4 separate regions of the Mus musculus genome follow, and all the other regions are linked to region 1. Evidence: chromatin contacts called from public Hi-C and HiChIP or PLAC-seq data. All regions are on one chromosome and are shown on one strand. Each heading gives the region's core, a stretch centred on a gene start, on an enhancer-like site or on the middle of the called end of the contact. The rest is flanking DNA. Distances are from core to core; before and after follow the strand shown.

Region 1 (5,482 bases), core at 471-2,970:
GAATGTTCTTTGTGATAAGCTGTATGTCCAACATCTGGTGGTTATCTACTTACCCAGGTAAGCATCCTGCCTTAGCAAGAGATTTTAGAAATTGAACAAAGTGTTGGTGTAGAAAACAGTTACTCCAGGCAAGGCTCAGTCAGCCTCAGCAGAAACTCAGAGCAGGGCACTGCCGATCTCCTATGGAACATGCTTTCTCTAGTCAGGTCTTTCTTCGTTTACCACCACTGACTCCTGCTCAGCAAAGCTGTGTTTAGCACACCCATACAAAGAACATACTTTCAAAGACACAAAGCTGCCACATATCCAAGGTATGGAAAGCTTTATTTCATTTTTGTTCTTTGAACCAGGGCTTCTCTGTGTAGTCCTGGCTGTCCTGGAACTTGTACTGTAGACAAGGAAGGACTTGAACTCTGAGATCCACCTGCCTCCCTCCTAAATACTAGGATTAAAGGTGTGCACCACCATAAAAGTTTTATTTTAAAAATATGTGTATCTTGCCTGCATGTATACATGTATGTGCATCATATATACATGCCTGGTGCCTGAAGCAGTCAAAAGAGGGTTTGAGTTCCACTGAGTTGGGATGGTTGGGAGCCTCACGTTGAGTGTCAGGAACTGAACCTGGATCCTCTTGTAAGAAGAGTAACAAGTGCCTTTAAATCACTGGGACAACTCTCCAGCCACAGGCATAGAGTTTTATCATGTATAACATGGAATGTTTCCTACATATGACTTAACTCAAATAATTTTTAACCTGTGTTTGATCCTTGGAACCTGTGGGCAAAGGAAACAACAGGTCCCTTCATGTTGTCCTCTGCTCTCCACACATTTGCCATAGCACATGTGCCCCTCCCCACAATAAATAAAATGGTAATACAAAATTTTAATATTCAGTCATGACACCTGTTATGTAGTTATTGGAAGGTGGCTCATAAGACTACACCAGCCTTCAGGAAATTCAAGAAACGTATTGAGGGCCCAACAAGATGGTTCACTGGGTAAAGGCCACCAAATCCCACAATCAGAGTTCTAGCCCCAGGGTCCAGACATTAGGAGGTGACTGGTGAAGGTTGTCCTCTGACCTCAGCAAATGTTCACACAAGTAAATGTAATAAAATTAGTTTACAAAGAAAAGAAACATTGAGGTATGGGGAAGTTAGAAAGTTAGCCGATTCACTGTGGTTCCTCTTGCCAGTTTATATAATCGGTGCACAAAGGGGGAAGAAGCCCTCTGCAGAGCTGCCTCTGGCGGGGCAAGGGGTGGGCAGGGTAGACAAGACGGAATCCTTTCTCTTGTCCGTGGTTGGTGCTCTATTCGGGGTGAGGAGACAATTGTTCCTCTCCCTGAAGTCACTCAAAGTTGAGTACCTACCAGTAGCCTACCTCTCTCAGAGGCCGCCATGTTCTGCTACGCTGAGAGTCTTGGACAGACACGTCCCATAGTGGGGCTGTCGGTGTCTGCCATCCCCGGAGCCCACACGAAGCCCCGCCCCGGAAGCTGCCTGCCCCATCAGACTCCTCCCCAGGCATGTGTGAGGTCACTGCTCTCCGGCCACCACCAGCTCCGGGGAGGGACCCAAAGGCGCCCCGACGGCGCATGCTCCCGCTCGGGCGGGCCGCTCGGCTCACCTAAGCCGGTCTAGCCTGCGTGCGTGGCGTTCGCGGAGCCCAGCGAACCGGTCGCGAGAACCTCGAGGCAATTGGGGTTGGGAGGCAGCGGCCGCCAGGCGGCACCGCGCCAGCACTGCCGCCCAGGCCTCACGTCTGACACGAACAGCGCGCGCCGCCACGAACCGGGCCGGCCCCCCAGCCAATGGGCGCCGCGCTACAAGTGACCACGCCCACCGCCCCTCGCACGTAAAGGGAGTCTCTGGCCCGGCCTCGCCGGCTGCTGGCTTCTGATTGGCTGGGGCGAGCAGTGGCCGCAGCAGGCGAAGCCGGTGTTCTCGCACTCGGGTGGCGGCCAGAAACCGGCAGGACTGGAAGGGACCCCGCGTCTCGGTGAGTGAAGCGGGAGCCGGGCGGGAGGCGAGGGCTGCGGGGCGGGGGGTCCCTCGGGTGGGCGGAGGACTTGGGGTCCCCGTCGGCCAGTGCATGTGGAGCCGGAGGAAGGAGGCCGGAGCTTCTGGAGCGGATCGTGGCCGAGGGAACGAGAGTCGCGGAGGAGGCAACGATGGCAAACGGGGACCGGGCTGGTGCCAGCTTCGGGGATCCCGGGAGCAGTGGGAGGAGAGGGAGAGGGAGCGCGATCGCACGGGTCTAGGAGTCTGGACAAGGTCACAAGAAGGTGGGAGGTGAGGCAGGGCGCAGCGCTCGGGCACCTCGGCCTGGCCTTCCCGGGCGCCACCCGGGGTTTGCGCAGACCTTACGTGACCCTGTGTCACCGGATGGAGGAGGGAAGGCTGTGGCGGAATGCGAATGCCCCTGACAAGGGAACGGGGTGCAGAGATCACAAAAGCACGACTAAGGTTCAGGTGTGCCAGCCGTCCGGGTGACTCGATTCTGTTCTCTGCTTCCCTCGTTTATTCCTGGGGTGGAAAGCAGTCCTCTCTTTGAGGGGGTGATCCCTACCCGGGAATCTGCTTCCCGGACTACTGAGGCCCCCTGCAAATTGACAGTTTGGATGCAAATTCTTGACAGGTTCAAAAGGTTCTCGGTGCTCCTGGAATGTGCTAGAAGGTCTTCTCTGCACAGTATAACTTGAAAGGGCTTCTTAAGATACAAATCCTAGTGTTGTGCCCCTGGCCGTTTGAATCACAATCTCAGAGAAGCCATTTTGCACAAGCTGACAGGTAACTTAGGCAAAATCAGAATTTAAAATTTACTATTTTAGGTAATAGTTCTTAGGACCAAAGGGACATGCTGGGAAGAGTCTTCAGCTGTTATATCACCTGATGCCCAACCATTTTCTTATTTACCTCTTCTAGGTTGCCATGCCTTTGGAAAAGTGTGTCAGTAGTTATGCCTGGCCTTACAGAATAATGTGCTCAGCAAACTAAGTTTGAATATCTGGTTATTGCTGACTTAAAAATAAAAATATGTTCTACTTTCTGACAGATATAGGTCAGTCATTGGGTGAGTGAGATAATAAAAAAAAATCTAGTGGGAAAAAATCTTTTTAACTTGGAATTGAAATTGTTAGATAATTTAACTGAAGAGAGAATAGCCCATTTAACTATAGGTGTAATGTACACAGTTTTTACAGTTCAAAGACAGTATGAATTTTTATATTTTCAGTTCAGATTTACACCTGTAACATAAAAATGTTCATTTAACAATAAATAAATTGTCAAACAAAACTGTGGACTGTATGTGGGGAGTCAGATTGTAATCCTACCTTCCAGAAATATATTCCTGGTGTGGAACAATCCACATGACCCTTATATTATGGTCATATAATTCAAACTCATTTATCCACCTGTAAAATAAGGATATTGATCATCATCTCTTACTTAATTTCTTACACTTAAGTTATGATTTGAGCTTATTGACCGTGAGTTTTAAAGCATGTCCTTTCCTTTTCACCTAAGTGGCTATATTTCATAAATACTACCACCACTACCACCTCTTCCTTCTCTTCTTCTTCCTCCTCCTCTTCCAGCATGGTTTTGCTGTGTAGCCCAGGCTAGCTTCAAACTTGAGATCTCCTGCTTCCCGTAGTCTGATACTGACATTACATGCAATTTCCACCACAGCACACTCTTCAGTTTCCTCATCTTTTTGTAGCCCTTTCTGGTAGCCAAATGCATATATAATTGGTACAAATTCGTACCTTTGCATTGGAGTAAATGCCTTATCCACTGGGTCATATAATTACAGTTCTATCCATGTGGCTTTCTTTGTGCTCCAGACTCATCTTCAGCTTCTTGCCTGACATCTGCCCTGTCATGCCTGATGGGCGTCTTTTGTAAATTTGATTTCATTATTTTTGTTGTTGTCTTGAGACAGAGTGTTGCTTTGCAGCCTAGGCTAGCTTTGCACTCCTGATCCTCTCCCCTCTTGAGGGCTGAAATTATAGGCACATATCACCACTCTGGCTATCATTAGTCCCCTAAAAGAAATAATGGCTACATGATGCGCCCCAATTCTTAACCGCATTATGAAATTAACAACATTCTGAAAGTGAGGTCAAATGCCCCACCCATTCCAGCTTGATAATCTATATCACATACTCGTGATGAAGGGAAGGGATGGGTGTCTTCTGTTCTTTTATATACAGTAAAGAAATAGTTCTCTCTCCCTCCCCCTCCCCCTCCCCCTTTTGCTCCATGAACCCACTGGACAATACACATAACCACCTAGGAAATGGGGAAAAGATGCCAGCCATGGTTTGTTTCCTTATTTATGGTGTGTTTGTTGACAATGCTGGGGATCTAACCTGTGACCTCAAGCAAGCTTAGCAAGTGCTCTGTCACTGAGCTGTGTCCCCAGCACAATAGAGGTGCCTCTCTCATGATGAGTTCAGGAGGCATAAACACAAAGGGAGATTTGTTTTGTTTTATATTTTCGAGATAGAGTCCCTCTATTATGTAGCTCTGGCTGTCCTGGAACACAGAGATCCATCTGCCTCTACCTCTTGAGTGCTGGGATTAAAGATGTGTATTACCCTCCCCAACCACAAAGGGATGTTTTTAAAGTAGATTGTAGTCTGATAATTTTTGTCACTTGTAACTTCAAGGAATCAAGACCCACTCAGGATATTTTCTCATTTTCATAGATGCTGTGTAAGAACAATAAAAGGAAATGGGCATAGGTGTGTGCAGCTTGGTGGTCTCACATTGCCTGATCAAACTCTGAAAGTACTCTACTCACTATGTGCAGGCCATGGGGATGTATGCAAGAGGGCAGGTCTGCACCCCAGCTTCAGGAACTCACACAGGTGTTTGTCAGTGTTCTGTAGGAGGGCGTAACCAAAGAGGACCTCCCAGAGGAGGCCAATTCAGGCACAGACCTGCAAAACCAAGAGTTAACTGGGGAAAATTGAAGTAGAGAGGCAAAGGGGAGCTGTTGCGACAGAGCACTCAGCTCTGTAAATGCTTTGAGCTGGCCTGGAACTCAAGATCCTTCTCCTTCAGACTCTGAGTGCTGGTTTTACAGCCATGTGCACCGCACCTAGTCAGTATTTGTTTTATTTTGTAAATGTAATCACATCCTGAACCTTGAGCTTACCAAGCTTTGTATGTACAAAGCTTAGTAAGATGTAATGTGTTAGGAAGTATTGGGAGTACAAGAAAAGGGAAAGTCTTAGCCCTAATCTGAATATTCTAGCTAGCTAAGTCTTCTTCTCTGTTAAGGATAGTATTTACTCCTTAGGGAGTGTACGGCTTGGAGAGGTGAGCTCACTTTTCAAACTAAACATTGCCCCATTAGAGTTGGCTTTTCTTTGAGGGCTTTGCCGCATATGAAGAGTCCAGGATTGCATGCTAATGAGTGGATAGCAGTTGTCACCACTTGAAGATTCATGTACTGTATGCTGTGT
Region 2 (4,991 bases), core at 1,312-3,811, 1.1 Mb before region 1:
TGCCTTCACAGTATACAAAACATGTTACCCCAACAAATAGGCATGTGTGTACATGTTTGTGTTGAGTTACAAAGAGTCACGAAAGAAAACGTTTAACCCTCCACCCCAACAGTGAAGAGTTTCAGGGAAGAGGCCTCTGGTGCATGGCTTGAAACTGACCACCTCAGAGGCAGAGGAAGGAGGATCTCAGAGTTAGAGGTCAGTCTGGTTTATAAACCAAGTACCAGGATGTCGGAAACTATGCAGAGATTTTGTCTTAAAAAACAAACAAACAAGCAAACAAACTTCAGAGAAGTAGGCAGCTCTGGTATAATTCCTGAAACCTGAAAAGATGTATTGAGAAATGCTAGGACTTGAACACAGGCATTCTGGAATTCTTATTTCCTACCATCAGCCACCTCACTATACTATCTGTTGACCCAAGGTTAAAGTATAAAGTCTTATTATGAGGCTATCATAAAGTTGTGGCTTTACAAGGAAATCCTCTGTATACATTCACTGTACATCTTTTTCAACTTTGAGGTCATTTTTGTGTCTGCCTAGAAACATGTTAAACACTATTCATAGGTGTTTTACTCATGATAATTCAACTTAGAAACCCAAGTTCAAAAAAAAAAAAGAGTGAACTAAAGGGCAATCAAAAGGAGAACAAGTTGTAACATGCTTACCTAGTACAACACTAAACAGCAGTGATAGCTGCTGCTGCCTATCATGTGCCCACAGGCACAAAGTGTCAGGACAGTTACTACAACAAGAAAAAGAATATATGTACCATGCTCATGAGCTTCAAGAATAGGTAAAACTAATCGGTGAGGGTAGAAATCAGAAGACTGGCTGAGGCCGAAGGAGTTACTGACTGACTACAAGGCTATCGCTGTCCTAGCACTTGGGAGGTGAAATCCTGAGGATCAGAAGCTCCAGGCCCTGTCTGGCTTCACAGAAACCTTAAGACGAGCCTAGATTTTAAAAAGAATTTAAGCTCTATCATGTACTAGTTTGTACGCTTAAATTCTCTTACTGCTGAAGAGGTAGAGGAGACAGGCTACTTTAAATAGAGGAAAAGATCACACAGAGCTGTTCAAATATCAGTGTAATAGACTTAAAGGGTTACTAAAACAATTCATCAGGAAACAATAACAATTGACAAAGAGCTACAAACATGAACACTATTGTAAATTTCAAATGTATAATTTCACAATTTTCTCAAGTATCTCATTTTATTCTCAAATCTTATAATCAGCCGAAAAACAAAGGAAAAAAAAAAAAACCACACATGCCAGCACCCATATTCAGAAGCTCACAACCACTCATAATGCTAGCTCTAGAGTATCCAACCACTCCACGGCCATCTTCACCCACACAAGCAACCTACACACAAACTACACTCGCAGCTGTGCACACATATACACATGCATGTGCACTCACATACACACCAATAATTAAAAATAATTTAAGAAAGATAATAGGCAATATAAGAGGTGGCACTCATATACGTTGGAAGTGGGGGATTAAATCAATCTCTTTGTGATGAAAACAGATTAATATATATATTAGTCTACTCATAATCTGCACTTCTTTTTTCTATGTTTTTTTCCTCAGCCATCAATCACAATCTAAAACAACTAAATAGAAAATTCAGAATGAAACAATTTCTAAGCCTTTTTTTTTTTTTTTTTTTAAACAAGGTCTCAATATAAAGCCTCATGCTACACAACTCTTTTTAGCCAGGTACTATAAACACTACTCTCCTAACAGTCTCAGCCATTTGTTATTAGATCAAGTGGCTATATCACAATGCTTGTGTTCAAGTGACTTTTGGATACTAACTCTGTCATACTGTCTACAGAATTTCTCTCAGCAAGTAGACACCGTAGAATCTCATAGGATAAAAGACCGGTATAATAAGACACTATGTCAAAGACTACTTTCAAATAACTATTACTGTCTATTACTATAATTGAGGCAAAGACTACTTTCAAATAACTATTACTGTCTATTACTATAATTGAGGTATTTTAGTATTAGCTAATCTTAGTACACTTAGTTTACAGAGCACATTATCTATAGGGTTCTGTACTAAGATACAGTTCTGGTTTCAGGAACTCATGAAGTCTTGCATGAAGAATGGGAACTGTTGTAAAGGGACCGTTGCAATTCGCTTTAAAGTTCCCTCCTCTGAGGGTAGGCCACCGAAGGGAACACAAATCCCTTCCCTTCAAAAAAGGCAGAAATAGGTAATCAAGCATCAAGTGCAGCGCAAGGGCCGCCCTCAGGACACCAGAAGCCAGCAAGGAAACAGCAGGGTCCCATGCACAGAGAAGAGCGCTCGGGTGTAGGGTGGCCGAGGCGGGACGCCCGCGCTCCGTGAGGAACTCGGGTTCCCACTGCGTGTGCCGTCGTCGCCCTCGCGGGGCGCCCTAAGAGGTGACGCCCCGTAGCACCGGCATCTGCCAGCGGCGATGAGTTCACCAGGCAGGCTCGCAACTTACATTTGCAGCCGGGGGCCATGGCGACCCCGTCCGAGATTCGCTTACGCCAGGACCACCAGAATCCTCCCTTCAAGATGGCCGCAGATTTGAATTTGGCGCCCCAACGGACCACGCCTCCTGGGCGTGGTCGGATGGCGTCACTAACACGGTCTACGTCAGAAGTCCGCGCGGGCGACAGACACTTTGTACCCTGCCAAGTCTGCCGAGTGCTATTTATTGTTGGTCAGAACCAGAACTACCATGAGCAAGCGGAACCAAGTGTCCTATGTGCGGCCCGCAGAGCCCGCCTTCCTGTCCCGCTTCAAAGAGAGAGTCGGCTACAAGGAGGGGCCCACCGTAGAGACCAAGGTGAGGCCGCGGGAGTCGCCCCGAGTCAGACCCTCTATCTCCACCCCACTTCCGGCTCCTCGGTGCCGACGTAACTGACAGGTCCCTCACTCGCGACCAGCCGGACCCCAGGTCTGGCCTCTCGGGTCCAGGAATTCTTACTTGCAGGGTGCTATTCTTGAAAACGACCTAGCCCTAGTAGCTAGTCTAGACAGCTTTTCTGTCCTTTCTTACTTGCGGATCTCACTTTACCTGAGCAAGGTGATTGACAGCGTCGTCCCCTTTTTCAGATAAGGAGACCGAAGCCACTTGATTAAACGACTCGAATCAGGAGTCTTTGAAGGAATCAGCCAGGACTAGTAGAACCCCTGCTGTTTACCAAGCTGTGTGTCTCAAGATAGGGAAATGAAACAGTACTTCTCAAAGGGGGTTGTCTAATGAAGGTAACATTGAAAACACAATGCGTTCTTGCTGCCGAGAAGCTATGCACAGGTCAAACAAGAGGACATGCAGTTGTGTTCAAAAGCGCATCTAGGGATTCTTTAGTTTTGAGGGCTAGCTATGTAAGAGATGGCCTGGAGCATCCTAGACACAGTTTGAGAAAAAAAGACAGACATAATGGACAGTTGAGTACTCAAACTTAGTTGTCTAGACTCTTAGAAGCTGTGAAAGTTACATGGGATAAAATATAGTAGTGGGCAAAGGCCAAGTCATGCAGGGTATTCCCCATAAGATGACTGCCCAAAATTAAATATTAGACAGTTGCTTGAAAAATGAGATAATTCTGTATTTATCTCAAAGTATGCAAAACCTTTCTTAGTTAAAAAGTAGAAATGTTTTGACTTAGCTGACAAAATATAATTGTTACATTTGTACAGTGAGTACTAGGTTTCTGTTTGATAAATTTCAAAAGTTAAACAATTATGTACAGTATTGTTTATGTACAAAACCTTTTATATAACTATTTGTGTGTCCTTGAATAGCAGCTAATAGTATCTGCTGGGCAGTGGTGGCACATGTCTTTGAATCCTAGAACTCAGAATGAAGAAGCAGGCAGATCTCTGACTTCCAGACCAGCCTGATCTACAAATGGAGTTGCAGGGCAATGAAGGCTAAACAGAGGAAACCCTGTCTTGAAAAACAAACAAAGATATCTACAAAACTGAAGCTGTTAGTATATCAAATGAGCAGAGGTAGGGGAAAATATAATTTTCCTGTTATTTTCTGTACTTTTGTGGCTTGGATGGTAAAGTCAGGTTGTTGGTGTTTTGTTGGTTTTTGTTGTTGTTGTTTTATCAAATCCAGACAAGACAGGGATGAAAAATATTGATTAGAAAAGAGGAAGCAAGATGATGTGGCACTGCCTTCAATAGTCTAGATAGAAATTAATCCCACTGGAGAAGTTTCCCAGTTTCTGTTTTCTGGTATAGTAAAAATAAACTCTTTGGAGTTTATTTTTAATTAAAATTTTATCTTCTATTCATTTCAAGGATCATTATCCATTTTGCTTTTGTTCTAGTTTTGCTTGTTTGTTTGTTTTGTTATCAAGACAGGGTTTCTCTTTGTAGTCTTGGCTGGCCTGGAAATCACTGTGTAGACCAGGCTGGCCTCAAACTCACAGAGATCGGTCTGCCTCTGCCTCCTGAGTGCTAGGATTAAAGGTATACACAACCACTGCCCAGCCCACTTCACTTTAAAAATTACAGTTGCTCACAATGGCAGTGTTTGGTTAAAGATTATCAAACATTTTCTGTAGAAAATCCAGCCTCAGCTCCCAGATGAAGATGGCAATCACAGTGACAAAGAAGATGAACAGCCTCAAGTAGTGGTTTTAAAAAAGGGAGACCTAACAGCTGAAGAGGTCATGAAAATTAAAGCAGAAATAAAGGCTGCCAAAACAGGTATATCCTAAAATAATCTGATTTTTTTAATTGAATAGAATGGTTTGAAGAAAGCCTTTGGTTCAAGCATTAGCTTTTGTACCAGATGTGTAACCTTGAGCAAGTGATTTCACTCTGTGCCTCAAGTATCACTTCAGTGAAATAGAAAATAAGTAGACTGACCTTAGTGTACTGTATAAAGTATCCTATTGCTAAAATAGGCCAACCAGTCAATAGATATCTGTGTAATTAGTGCCTGAAGTATACTGTGTTATGTATAGTACTTGGTTTTTGG
Region 3 (5,162 bases), core at 1,061-3,560, 1.3 Mb after region 1:
AAGACTTACCATTTTCTTTGCCTTCATGACCTTGAAACGATCAAAGTCTGTCATCTTGGCTTTCTGTTAAAAGAAAAACAAAACTCAACTGATCTCCCCTGACATCTCAAGCACATCCCGCCCTCCAGAACTCAAAGCTTTGTGCCTTTACCCTTTCTCTGGCATCAATTTTCTTGGCCCATCTTGTGGCTGCCCATTTCGTATTGATATCCGCCTTCTCCCAAGCTTTTCGGACATACTTCTGGCGGGCACTATGAAGATCAAGTCACATATTACTCAATCAGCTTTATGGTAGGTCATGTCAAAAAAATATTTCAAAGTACACTTACCACTGCTCACACGTGTGCATAAAACCATGTCCCTTTGTAAATAACAAAAGCTGCTCCTTACACCTGCTATATTTTGCACATTAACTTGGCTAAGTTTCTTAACCACTAAAAACTTCTGCGCTTCGGTGAACCCTAGATTCACCTGTAGTCACTCCGGTACATGGTGACCATAACCACTCCACCAGCACCCCTCAGTTGGCATCTGTCTCAGAGACCACCCAGGTTAAATCCACTCTGTGGTGGCTCATTACAGCAGGTGCTTCATTGTACCAATCATTGCTGATGACAACCACACAGTGCTGCAGGACAGTCTTAATCTGCACCCCTCTAAAACACAACAAACCCCATCACTAAGGTGACTCAGACCAGAAGACTGCAAATTTGGGGCCAATTTGGATATATGAGAGCAGACATTTTCACGGAACTTATTGTGTGTGTGTGTGTGTGGGGGGGGGGGAGACACGGGACCCAAACAGGAACTTCATAATGGCAAAACGACCTGGGCAATTTTAAGTCAGTAAGTCTGTTTGTTAGATATAGGCCCCTTTCCTTGGTTGGCTCCAAACCATCTGTATTATCCGTGTATATATAGACTGTGGCACCAAACTGAAAAGCAACTTAGAACAAGGTGTTACCTGTGTGGGAACTTGAGGATGAAGTCAGTGAGCTGCATGCATTTGAAGGGCATGGCCTGCCTCCTCACCCGAGTACAGGGTCCATCCACTAAAGCCTAGGATACAAAATCAAGGACCTCAGACAGGCATCTAAAGTTCAAGATGGCTGTAACCTCTACGTAATTTCTAGCCCTTTCTGGACGAAATGTACATTACCATTCAAATGAAGAAAATGCACGTTTGTGAACCCAGTATCCTAAAAGCCTCCACTGTGGTATTTTCAGACAAGGTCAAGCAGCCCAGGCTAGTGGCAAACTCCTGCTTCTCCTACCTTATCCTCCCAGAGCCTGAGGTAGCAGGAGCCACATCTATCTTTAGAATCCAGGGACTCTAGCAAGCACTCTACCAACAGAGCCGCACCTCCAGCTCACTGAAGTCTTCTCAGTTACCTCATTTAAACTCACCTGCATTTGCCTGCCTCGTTTACCCGGTGAATTAGTGCTGTAAGATGAGCTAACTCTACCCAGTGCTTCAAACTCCGTGGCCAGTGTTTCCTCAATGGTAAACCTGTAATCTAAAGAACTCCACCCAAGGACCACTCTAGCTACCCTGAGTAACATCTACGGTGCTGTCGATCTTACGGCCACGTTAAATAAAGATTGTAAAATACTCCGTCCCACACGTACCCTGTTCTGATCAATGACATCTACAATTGCGACCAGCTTTCCAGCATGGGGCCCGAAGGAAATGTAGGCCACCCGGCCAACCTCCACGTAACGCCTGAACACCTAAAACAGGAAAAGAAACAAGGGTTGGCTTTAAATATTCCAAGTCCGCTGCTTACCGGCAACACAGGGCTCGGGGCCGCCCTGGGAGACGAGTTTGAACTTAGTAGCCAGCATTTTTTAACTTCAAGTATCCCGTGGCCACTTTCCCAGCACACGAGCTCCCTGGATCCGCTCTTACCCATGTTTGATACTCCTTTAGTTCTCATACAATTAATTCATCGTTCAATCCACTGAACCACTCCCCGGTTCGCTTTTTCCGGAGAAAAAGAACTGAAGGGAGCTCATGAGGAGCCAGGCCGCCGGGCAGGTCCGAGGCCGCAGCAGCGCCGCCATCCCCGGACCTCAGGCCCAGCCACTCCCGCCACTGCGCACGCGTGGCCCCGGTAGTGCGGTCCACGCGAGCCGCGCTCCCTGCGGGCTGGGTTCCACGCCCCGCTGCCTCCCCACGCGCTGGCCGGGTCGCGCAGAGCCACTCCACGCCGGGGCTCCCCCGCCCGGGGCAGAAGACGGGCGTCGCGACGGCCGCACTCGGAGCTCTCGGCACACACACTCACCATGTTGGCGGCGCTCAGCGAGAAGAGAGAGGGCCCGCCCTGCCGTGCGCATGTGTCGGCAGAAGCCCCGCCCCCGACGTCCAGCGTGCCCACCGATTGGTCGACGGGGAAACGTGCGTGCTTTTACGCATGCTCACTGGGTTATGACATGGCGGTTCCGGCTCTCTATGGACTGCTTCTCCTCAGACACGTGCAGTGAGCTTGGCGTTGTAATTTCTCCTTTCTATTTTGTTTGGGTTTGGGATTTTGGGGACAAGGCCTTTTAGTGTAGGCCTTCCACACTGTATAATCCAAGCAGGCTCGCTCGCAGCAATGCTCCTGCCTCAGTCTCCCAAATGTTGGCATGACAGGGCGGTCACTCCTGAGAACTTTAGGGATAGGAAGGACTCATAGGATGAACTGTCTGTCCCCAGCCCACTTCCCTTTTCTTCTGTATACACAGGATATAATTAAGACACAGCCGAGGGTGCTGGCGCTCGCCCTTAATCCCAGCCCTCGGGAGGCAGAGGCGGAAGCAAATCTGGATTTAAGGCCGCTTCCCCTACCAAGGAGACATACTGAGACATTGTCTTAAAAGTCCAAAGACACAGGGCTGGAGAGATGACTCAGCTGTTAAGAGCACTGACTGCGCTTCCAGAGGTCCTGAGTTCAAATCCCAACAATCATATGGTGGCTCACAACCATCTGTAGTGAGATCTGACGCCCTCTTCTGGGGTGTCTGAAGACAGCTACAGTGTACTTACATATAATAAATAGGCCGGGGGGTGGGGGGAGGCGGGCGGGGGAAAGGGAATATATTTCACAGATATGCCTCTTATGGAGGCATTCCTCCAAGTGGGGCTCCCTCCTCCCAGAGGACCCTAGCTGTGTCAAGTAAACAAGAGCAAAGGAGCACACTGGGTGCCTTCCTCAGTCACTCTTCTTCCGGTCTTTATGAGACAGCCTCTCACTGAACCCAGAGTTTGCCAGTTCAGATAGGCATGCTGGTCACTGAGCCCCAGGGGCACACTTGTCTCTACCTCCCCAGGATGACCACTGCAGGCCATCGATCCTAACTCTTCCTAACTCTTCATGTGTGTGATGGGGATCCAAATTCAGGCCTTTACAACATTAAGCACTTTACATACTCTTTTATGTGTGTGGAGGAATAGTCCCCTTGGAGGCCATTAAAGCTAGAGCTATGAATGAGCTGGAAACAGAACTCAAGAAAGCATTCAACTGCTAGTCATCTCTGTGGCTCTGAACGAACCCCATTTCAGACATTTTATTTTATTTTATTTTATTTTATTTTATTTTATTTTATGTGTATGGGTGTTTGTGAGCACCAAGCGCAAACAAACTTAGTACCTGCAGAGGCCAGGAGAGGGCATCACATCCTCTGGAACAGGAGTTAACAGAAGATTATGAGCTGCCAGCCTCTCTCAATAAATTCCTCATCCTAACGAGTCTGCTTTTGCTGAAGAGTGAAGCGGTACTGAGTGAGGAATCCCAAGGAAAAGCTCTCAGTCAGGACAGATGCCGAGAGCTCAGTGAAAAGATGTTCCAGACAAGAGGGACGGAGAATCCTTGCCACCTGCAACTCATGCACTCGGCCGGCGGGTCCTGGAGAGCTCGGTCCTGGAAAGCTTCACTGCCGGGAGCTTGGGGGATGAGACAGGAACCAACCAGCAGTGGACTCGGGAGTGTGGCAGAGCAGGGAAGAGTTTTCCTGGGGCACGTGGGAACCAGGATTCAAACCCCAAACTACCAAAATGAATACACTTAAAGTCAATCACAGTGGTTCAGGGAAAGAAAAAAGTTCACCTGTTGTTCTTAAACATGCAGCTCTTATATTTCCTTGATTTTTTTTATTATTAGGTCATTTTTTTTTTTTTTTTTGGAAAGGAAGCCTTAGATGAAACCTCAAATTCACAAGTAAAAATATTGCATATAAGCCATGTGCAGTGGTGCATGGCTATAATCCCAGCACGCAGCAGGCTTGGGTAGAAAGTGCCAAGAGCTTGAGATTAGCCTGGCATACATAGTAAGCACCAGCCGGGCCACATGGCAAAACTTTCTCAAATGAAAACAAAGTATGGAGCCGGGCGTGGTGGCACACGCCTTTAATCCCAGCACTCAGGAGGCAGAGGCAGGCAGATCTCTGAGTTCGAGGCCAGCCTGGTCTACAGAGTGTGTTCCAAGACAGCCCGGGCTACACAGAGAAACCCTGTCTCATAAAACAAAAAAAAAAAGAAAAGAAAACAAGTAGGGGAAGTGGCCTACTTGGTAAGGAGCTTGCCATGAGAACCTAGTTCAACTCCTGGAGCCCACATTAGGAAAAAGAAAGAAAGACAGCTAGGTGTGGTAGAATTATCTTGTAATCCCAGAGCTGGGGGTGGGGAGTGAGACAGGCCTGATTGGGCAGCACTGCAGTGAGCTGACTCAGCTCCTCCCTGGGCCCCTCTCTGGCGTTGAGATATTGGTTAGATTAACCTCTTATCTCTTTCCCTCTGTGAAATGGCATTTAAGAGTTTCCTCTGTATGCTGGGTGTTGTGGAACACACTTGCAGTCCCACCACTGTACCAGTGCTTTCAGGTCTGAGCTGGAGATTAGGTGTGAACGTGTGAAAAACACTACCTCAGTGTGAGCTGTAGTGGAGAGCCAGGGGTCTTGTCTGGGGTGCTCTGTGTGTGTGTGTGTGAGTGTGTAGTACTAGAGTATGTGTGAGACAGTATGTGTGTATGTGTGTGTGTGAGACTGTGTGTGTCTTCATGGTAGACACTTGGGGTATGGTGTAGGGTCTGGGTATCCGTAGGAGGAGCACAGCCATAAGGGCCATTAGAGTTGGGATAGCTGGGACAGTGTATGGATATGGGGAAGTGTGGCTTTCCCAGTGT
Region 4 (4,966 bases), core at 340-2,839, 1.2 Mb before region 1:
CACAGAGGATGAGGAACACCCCTCCCCACCATAAGATCTCCTGGCACTCTCCATACAGCAGGTAGCCTAAGATGGCCTGTGGAAGAGACAGCTGTAAGGGACCTGGCCTACCCTGGTAGGCTCCACCATTCCTTGGCTGATTTCTTCCTGAGGGGCTAGAGGCCAAAGTCTGGTGCTTTGCATCCAGCAACCACCTTCATGATCAATCCACGTATTTCTGTCTCCTCTGTGGACGTAAGAGGTTACCACCCCAGCTGAGCACTGAGGCTCAGCAGGCTAGCAGGTAGGGCCAGTACGGACATAGCTAGTACCCAGTAATCATAAACCCAAGTTAAGCTGTCTTCCAATTCAAGACTGGGTTCCCTTGACCAGACCCCCTAGACCCCATAGCTAATGTTAGAGTTCTTGATTGAGATAGCTGGTGTTATCCCAGAGTGACATAGGTTTCACTCCTAAGTTTTCCATGTTTAACTGTTCCTTGCCTGGAGACAGCCCAACTTTTGTTTTACTCCCTGTCCTTTCTAGAGCCTGGAAAATCAGGGGTTTCCCAAGGACAACTAACTCACCAAGAACCCTAAGAACAAGGTCACCAGGCTACTCACCGAGCAAAGTATGTTCGAGAAAGTCACTGTGACAGATGCAATGGCTGAAGACATAGAGAAACTGAGGCCCCGGCTAAAGAAGGTCCACATCAGAGAATTGGCGCTTGCCATGGCAACGATGCCTAAGACACATAAGCCAATATTGACCTGCAGGAGAAAGTGTCACTGAGCTACAACCACCATGGGCATAACCTTGAAAGACTGGGAGATGTTTACACGTCTCATACAAAGCATATGCGGACCCTGACTGATAGGCAGAGGAATTTGCCTGCAGACAGGGGGCAGGGTTATCTTCCACGAAGACCTCAAATTTCTTGTAGCTGAGTAGCCTTCTGGAAAGATATGACTTTACAAAAGGACTGTAAGTCGCCAGAAATCTATATCAAGCAGTCCCCTGTTCAGGTCAGGATCGAATTCTCTGATGCAGAAGCTCCGCAGGCGCTCAGTCCGAACTCTTGCCAAGGACAGGAAGAGATGGGCAACCGGTTATCTCACCTTAGGTGTCACGTGCTAAAAAAGCTATGGCAAGGGGACTTAAACTGAGAGGTGGGCTTCGAGGTCCTCCCCCAGGAGGCAGTGCCTAAAACCAGGTGGTCCAACATGGGCGCAGGCGGGAACCCAGGTTAAGCCGCCCTCCTCCCCGCCCCGCCCCGCCCTCCCCCGCCCCGCCCTCCCCCCGCCCCGCCCTCCCCCCGCCCCGCCCTCCCCCCGCCCCGCCCCCGCGTGGCGCCCCGGGCTGCACCTGGCTCCCGAAGGCCAGCTTGGCGGCGGCGGCGGCCAGAGCCCCGAACGCCCCGGCGCACAGACAGTTGAACACGCCCCAGAAGCGGCGCCGCATCGCGCCTTTCTGTAGGCGAGCGGGTAACTCCACGGGTGAGTCAGGGTAAGCGGCCGCAGACACGGCGGCACCCGAGGACTGCGGACCGGCCGCCATGAGGCCCGCTGCGCCCGCCACGGCCGACTGCCACGCACGCCGCCACCCGCCGTGAGCCCGGCTAGGGCGGAGCCAGGCGAGTGAGGCGAATCTGCTGCAGTGGAGTCCGGAGCCGAGCCGAGCCGAGCCTACAAATGAAAGGAATCTGGAGCCCATACCCTGCAGCGTGTGCAAACCCGCGACTAAGGAGAGCCTGCGGCTCCGGCGAACCTGGGGGATGGGAATCCGGTAGCGAGGACCGTGCGCCACTGAAGGAAGCGTGCTACCGAGAGGTACCTACTGTGAGAGAGGAATCTGCTGACGTGAACTTGGGGAGGAGGGGAGTTTATCTCCGAGGAGAACCTGCGGCGGAAGTAACCTTGTTTCTGAAAGAGCCCTGCAGTCAAGGGGAACCTGCTTCTGAGAAGACGGGGAGGTCTGCCACTTTACATGGATGCGCACCTAACATGCTAATCCTGAAGCCAAGCTGCACCTTCAAAGCACCTCTGCTCCCTCGTGGACGCAGGAGATGATGGATCTGGAGACCGGCCGCTTGAGACAGAACGTTGTTTGGGAAAACGTTTGTTCTGCCTGGACCATCAGAAGCACAGTCACTTCTAAGTTCGTGTAAAGTAATTGAGAACGACAAAAAAATTGAAAAAACAACCAAAAAAAAAAAAAACCCAAACAAACCGTAAAATGTCATCTACTGTCGGTAATTCCAGATGCTTAGGATGCTGAGGCAGTTAATGGTCATCCTGAGCAACTTAGGGAGACATTGTCTCACTTGAGAGGGCTGGCAGCCAGGCATGGTGGCACACACCCGTAATCCTAGCACTTCTGAAGCTGAGGTAGAATTACTGAGTTTGAGGCCAGCCTGACCAACAGAGAGGTACTAAGCAAGCCAAGGACTTTTTGAGACTCTCAAAAAGTTTTTGTTTTTGTAATAAAGGAGAGTTGGGGTTATAGCTCAGTGCTTCCATAATACATGAAAAATCCTGAATTCAGTCAATGGCAGTGTGTATGGATATATGTTAGGGATACATTTCCTTAAAGGAGAGCTGTAGAAGTGTATAACGTGAGCTAAGTGTGGTGGTTGGTACACATGAGGAAGCAGAGGCAAGTGGATCTCTGTGAGTCCGAGAACAGCCTGCTCTAAATAGCTCTACATAGCCAGGGCTACACAGCAAAACTTGTTTTGTTGATATATAAAATACAAATAATATTTAATGTATGGGGCTTGGAAGAAACACTTTATTCCCTGTTAAAGAGCTTTTTCATGGACATTCTTACATGCTACCTTGCTTCTCATGCGGGTGGTTTTGTGGATGAAATAAAAGGATGGATTACTGGGGTTTGGAGAGATTGCTTAGCAGTTAGGCAGCTTGCAACCTTCCCACAAGTGCCTCCCAACCTCATACCTCCAGGGGTTCCACTATTTTCTGGCCTCCAAAGGCACCTATCCTCATGTACATATATATACACCTGAACACAGATACACATTAATACATAAAATTAAATTTTAAATAAAAAGAATAGATTATCCCAATTAGTCCTATGTGGTATAAACCACTCCAATTTGCAGATAAGGAAGTTGAGACTCAAGGGTACTCACTGTACTATTCCACTTAATAATGGAGATAGTGTGTGGCAACAACTGATAGGAGAAGCTAAAACAAATCTAAGCTGCATCTGTCAAAGACTTTATCCCACGGATTATAAAGGTAATTAACAGAAATGACCTTCATGTTCTGGCAGAGTAAGGTAAGTAAGTAAGACAACTAATTCACACATCTTATGCATGCTCTGTAGAGAAAAAGTGGGCAACAGTGTATTGTCTAGCTATATGACTTCCAAAATTAGTGATTTAAACCAAGGAAAGTTAGGGGGTTGATTTAGGGTATTATTTGTGTATCCATGTCAGAACCTGATTGGCCTGGGTGTGACGGTGTGTAACTAAAATCCTAGGACTTTGGAGGCAGAGGCAGGGGGATCAGGAACTTAAGGGAGTTTAAAAGCAAACCTGGATTACATGAGACCCTGCTTCTCCTATAGCTTTGGTTACTATGGCCCTTGTACTGGCTGGTTTTGTGTCAACTTGACACAGCTGGAGTTATCACAGAGAAAGGAACTTCAGTTGAGGAAATGCCTCCATGAGATCCAACTGTAAGGCATTTTCTCAATTAGTGATCAAGGGGGAAAGGCCCCTTGTGGGTGGTGCCATCCCTGGGCTGGTAGTCTTGGGTTCTATAAGAAAGCAGGCTGAACAAGCCAGGGGAAGCAAGCCAGTAAAGAACATCCGTCCATGGCTTCTGCATCAGCTCCTGCTTGAGTTCCAGTCCTGACTTCCTTTGGTGATGAACAGCACTATGGAAGTGTAAGCTGAATAAACCCTTTCCTCCCCATCTTGCGTCTTGGTCATGATGTTTGTGCAGGAATAGAAACCCCGACTAAGATAGCCCTCAAAACTAGGGCTGGAGAGTTAGCTAAGAGATTAAAAACACTTGTTCTTGCAGAGGGCCTGGGTTTGGTTCTCAGTACTGGAATGGTGGCTCACAACCACTAATAACTAATTCTAGGAGATCTGACACCCTCTTCTGACCTCAAAGGGTGCTAGGCACACATGTGGTACATGTACATACACAAAGGCATAGTATTTATACACATTGTTTTTAAAAAAGATTTTATTTGAAAAACTGGACATGTAGAAAATGGCCATAACAGTTACAAAACAAACCAATATATATGAACAAGTTCAATACAAAACAGCCATCGGATTCACAGCGAGTTTATCAAAGGCGAATCTAAGAAGAAAAGGACCCACTGGCCGTGGTGGCGCACACCTTTAATCCCAGCACTCGGGAGGCAGAGGCAGGCAGATTTCTGAGTTCGAGGCCAGGCTGGACTACAGAGTTAGTTAGTTCCAAGACAGCCAGAGCTATACAGAGAAACCCTGTCTCAAAAAACCAAAAAAAAAAAAAATAAAATAAAGTAAATAAAAAAAGAAGAAAAGGACCTGACTAGAATTCACCAGAGACCTCAGCTACAGACTTTTAAGGGTCTTCCAGAATGTACACATGACTTGGAATGCATTGTTACTTAACAGGCTGCTGAGTTTGCATGCACACTATCCATCGGAACACTCGGGATTAGTGCGCACCATGATTCATAGTTAAGGTCTTTTAGTTTAGTTCTACCATGTGAGCAAATACAATCCCACTTTTAAAGAATCAATCTAAACAAAGTGATGTGTATGAAGATAGCTGGGATCCTTAGAATTCCTTCTTTTTTTCTTTCAAAAATAGATTTTCAGCACGCAATTTTTCTGTCTCCTGTAATTAAAATAAAAAAGGAAATTAATTATTATAGGAGCTGTTTTCTTAACTCATTAAGGATATATTCAAATTAAAGCTACAATGTTTAATTTATAAGTTAATATTAAATATCTGGC

Evidence for each region. Hi-C and Micro-C count contacts between places; a contact is called where the count stands out from the background. HiChIP or PLAC-seq counts read pairs in DNA pulled down with a chosen protein or histone mark.
Region 2: a contact with region 1 is called in an H3K27ac HiChIP or PLAC-seq map of embryonic stem cells, with 7 times the contacts expected there. The contact joins the promoter of Kif15 here to the promoter of Higd1a in region 1. A contact is called at or near these places in 1 of 39 promoter capture datasets (stem cell-derived epiblast-like cells), 1 of 484 Hi-C or Micro-C datasets (erythroblasts) and 3 of 115 datasets of contacts at active chromatin or transcription factors (embryonic stem cells and extraembryonic endoderm stem cells).
Region 3: a Hi-C map of muscle stem cells shows a contact between it and region 1, with 7 times the contacts expected there. The contact joins the promoter of Rpl14 here to the promoter of Higd1a in region 1. A contact is called at or near these places in 6 of 39 promoter capture datasets (the 3T3-L1 cell line, the HPC-7 cell line, erythroid cells and 2 more), 2 of 484 Hi-C or Micro-C datasets (CD4 T cells and muscle stem cells), 2 of 115 datasets of contacts at active chromatin or transcription factors (astrocytes and embryonic forebrain) and 1 of 9 other capture datasets (adipose tissue).
Region 4: a contact with region 1 is called in an H3K27ac HiChIP or PLAC-seq map of extraembryonic endoderm stem cells, with 6 times the contacts expected there. The contact joins the promoter of Tmem42 here to the promoter of Higd1a in region 1. A contact is called at or near these places in 1 of 39 promoter capture datasets (embryonic stem cells), 1 of 484 Hi-C or Micro-C datasets (embryonic stem cells) and 2 of 115 datasets of contacts at active chromatin or transcription factors (embryonic stem cells and extraembryonic endoderm stem cells).

Annotation. Positions count from the first base shown.
Region 1 is chr9:121,854,034-121,859,515 of GRCm38.p6, reverse strand. It overlaps Higd1a (HIG1 domain family, member 1A), which reads left to right and starts at 1,720. Exons shown (of 4, transcript NM_019814.5): 1 at 1,720-2,004. Gm47112 (predicted gene, 47112) reads right to left here and starts at 1,769. Exons shown (of 1, transcript NR_168944.1): 1 at 308-1,769.
Region 2 is chr9:122,948,651-122,953,641 of GRCm38.p6, reverse strand. Kif15 (kinesin family member 15) reads right to left here and starts at 2,561. Exons shown (of 35, transcript NM_010620.1): 1 at 2,490-2,561. The coding sequence starts at 2,508. It overlaps 1110059G10Rik (RIKEN cDNA 1110059G10 gene), which reads left to right and starts at 2,642. Exons shown (of 3, transcript NM_025419.4): 1 at 2,642-2,837; 2 at 4,573-4,717. The coding sequence starts at 2,730.
Region 3 is chr9:120,568,665-120,573,826 of GRCm38.p6, reverse strand. Rpl14 (ribosomal protein L14) reads right to left here and starts at 2,310. Exons shown (of 6, transcript NM_025974.2): 1 at 2,286-2,310; 2 at 1,630-1,731; 3 at 965-1,059; 4 at 152-251; 5 at 10-63. The coding sequence starts at 2,288.
Region 4 is chr9:123,017,949-123,022,914 of GRCm38.p6, reverse strand. Tmem42 (transmembrane protein 42) reads right to left here and starts at 1,589. Exons shown (of 3, transcript NM_025339.4): 1 at 1,345-1,589; 2 at 603-749; 3 at 1-76. The coding sequence starts at 1,536. It overlaps Kif15 (kinesin family member 15), which reads right to left. Exons shown (of 35, transcript NM_010620.1): 35 at 4,182-4,847. The coding sequence ends at 4,788.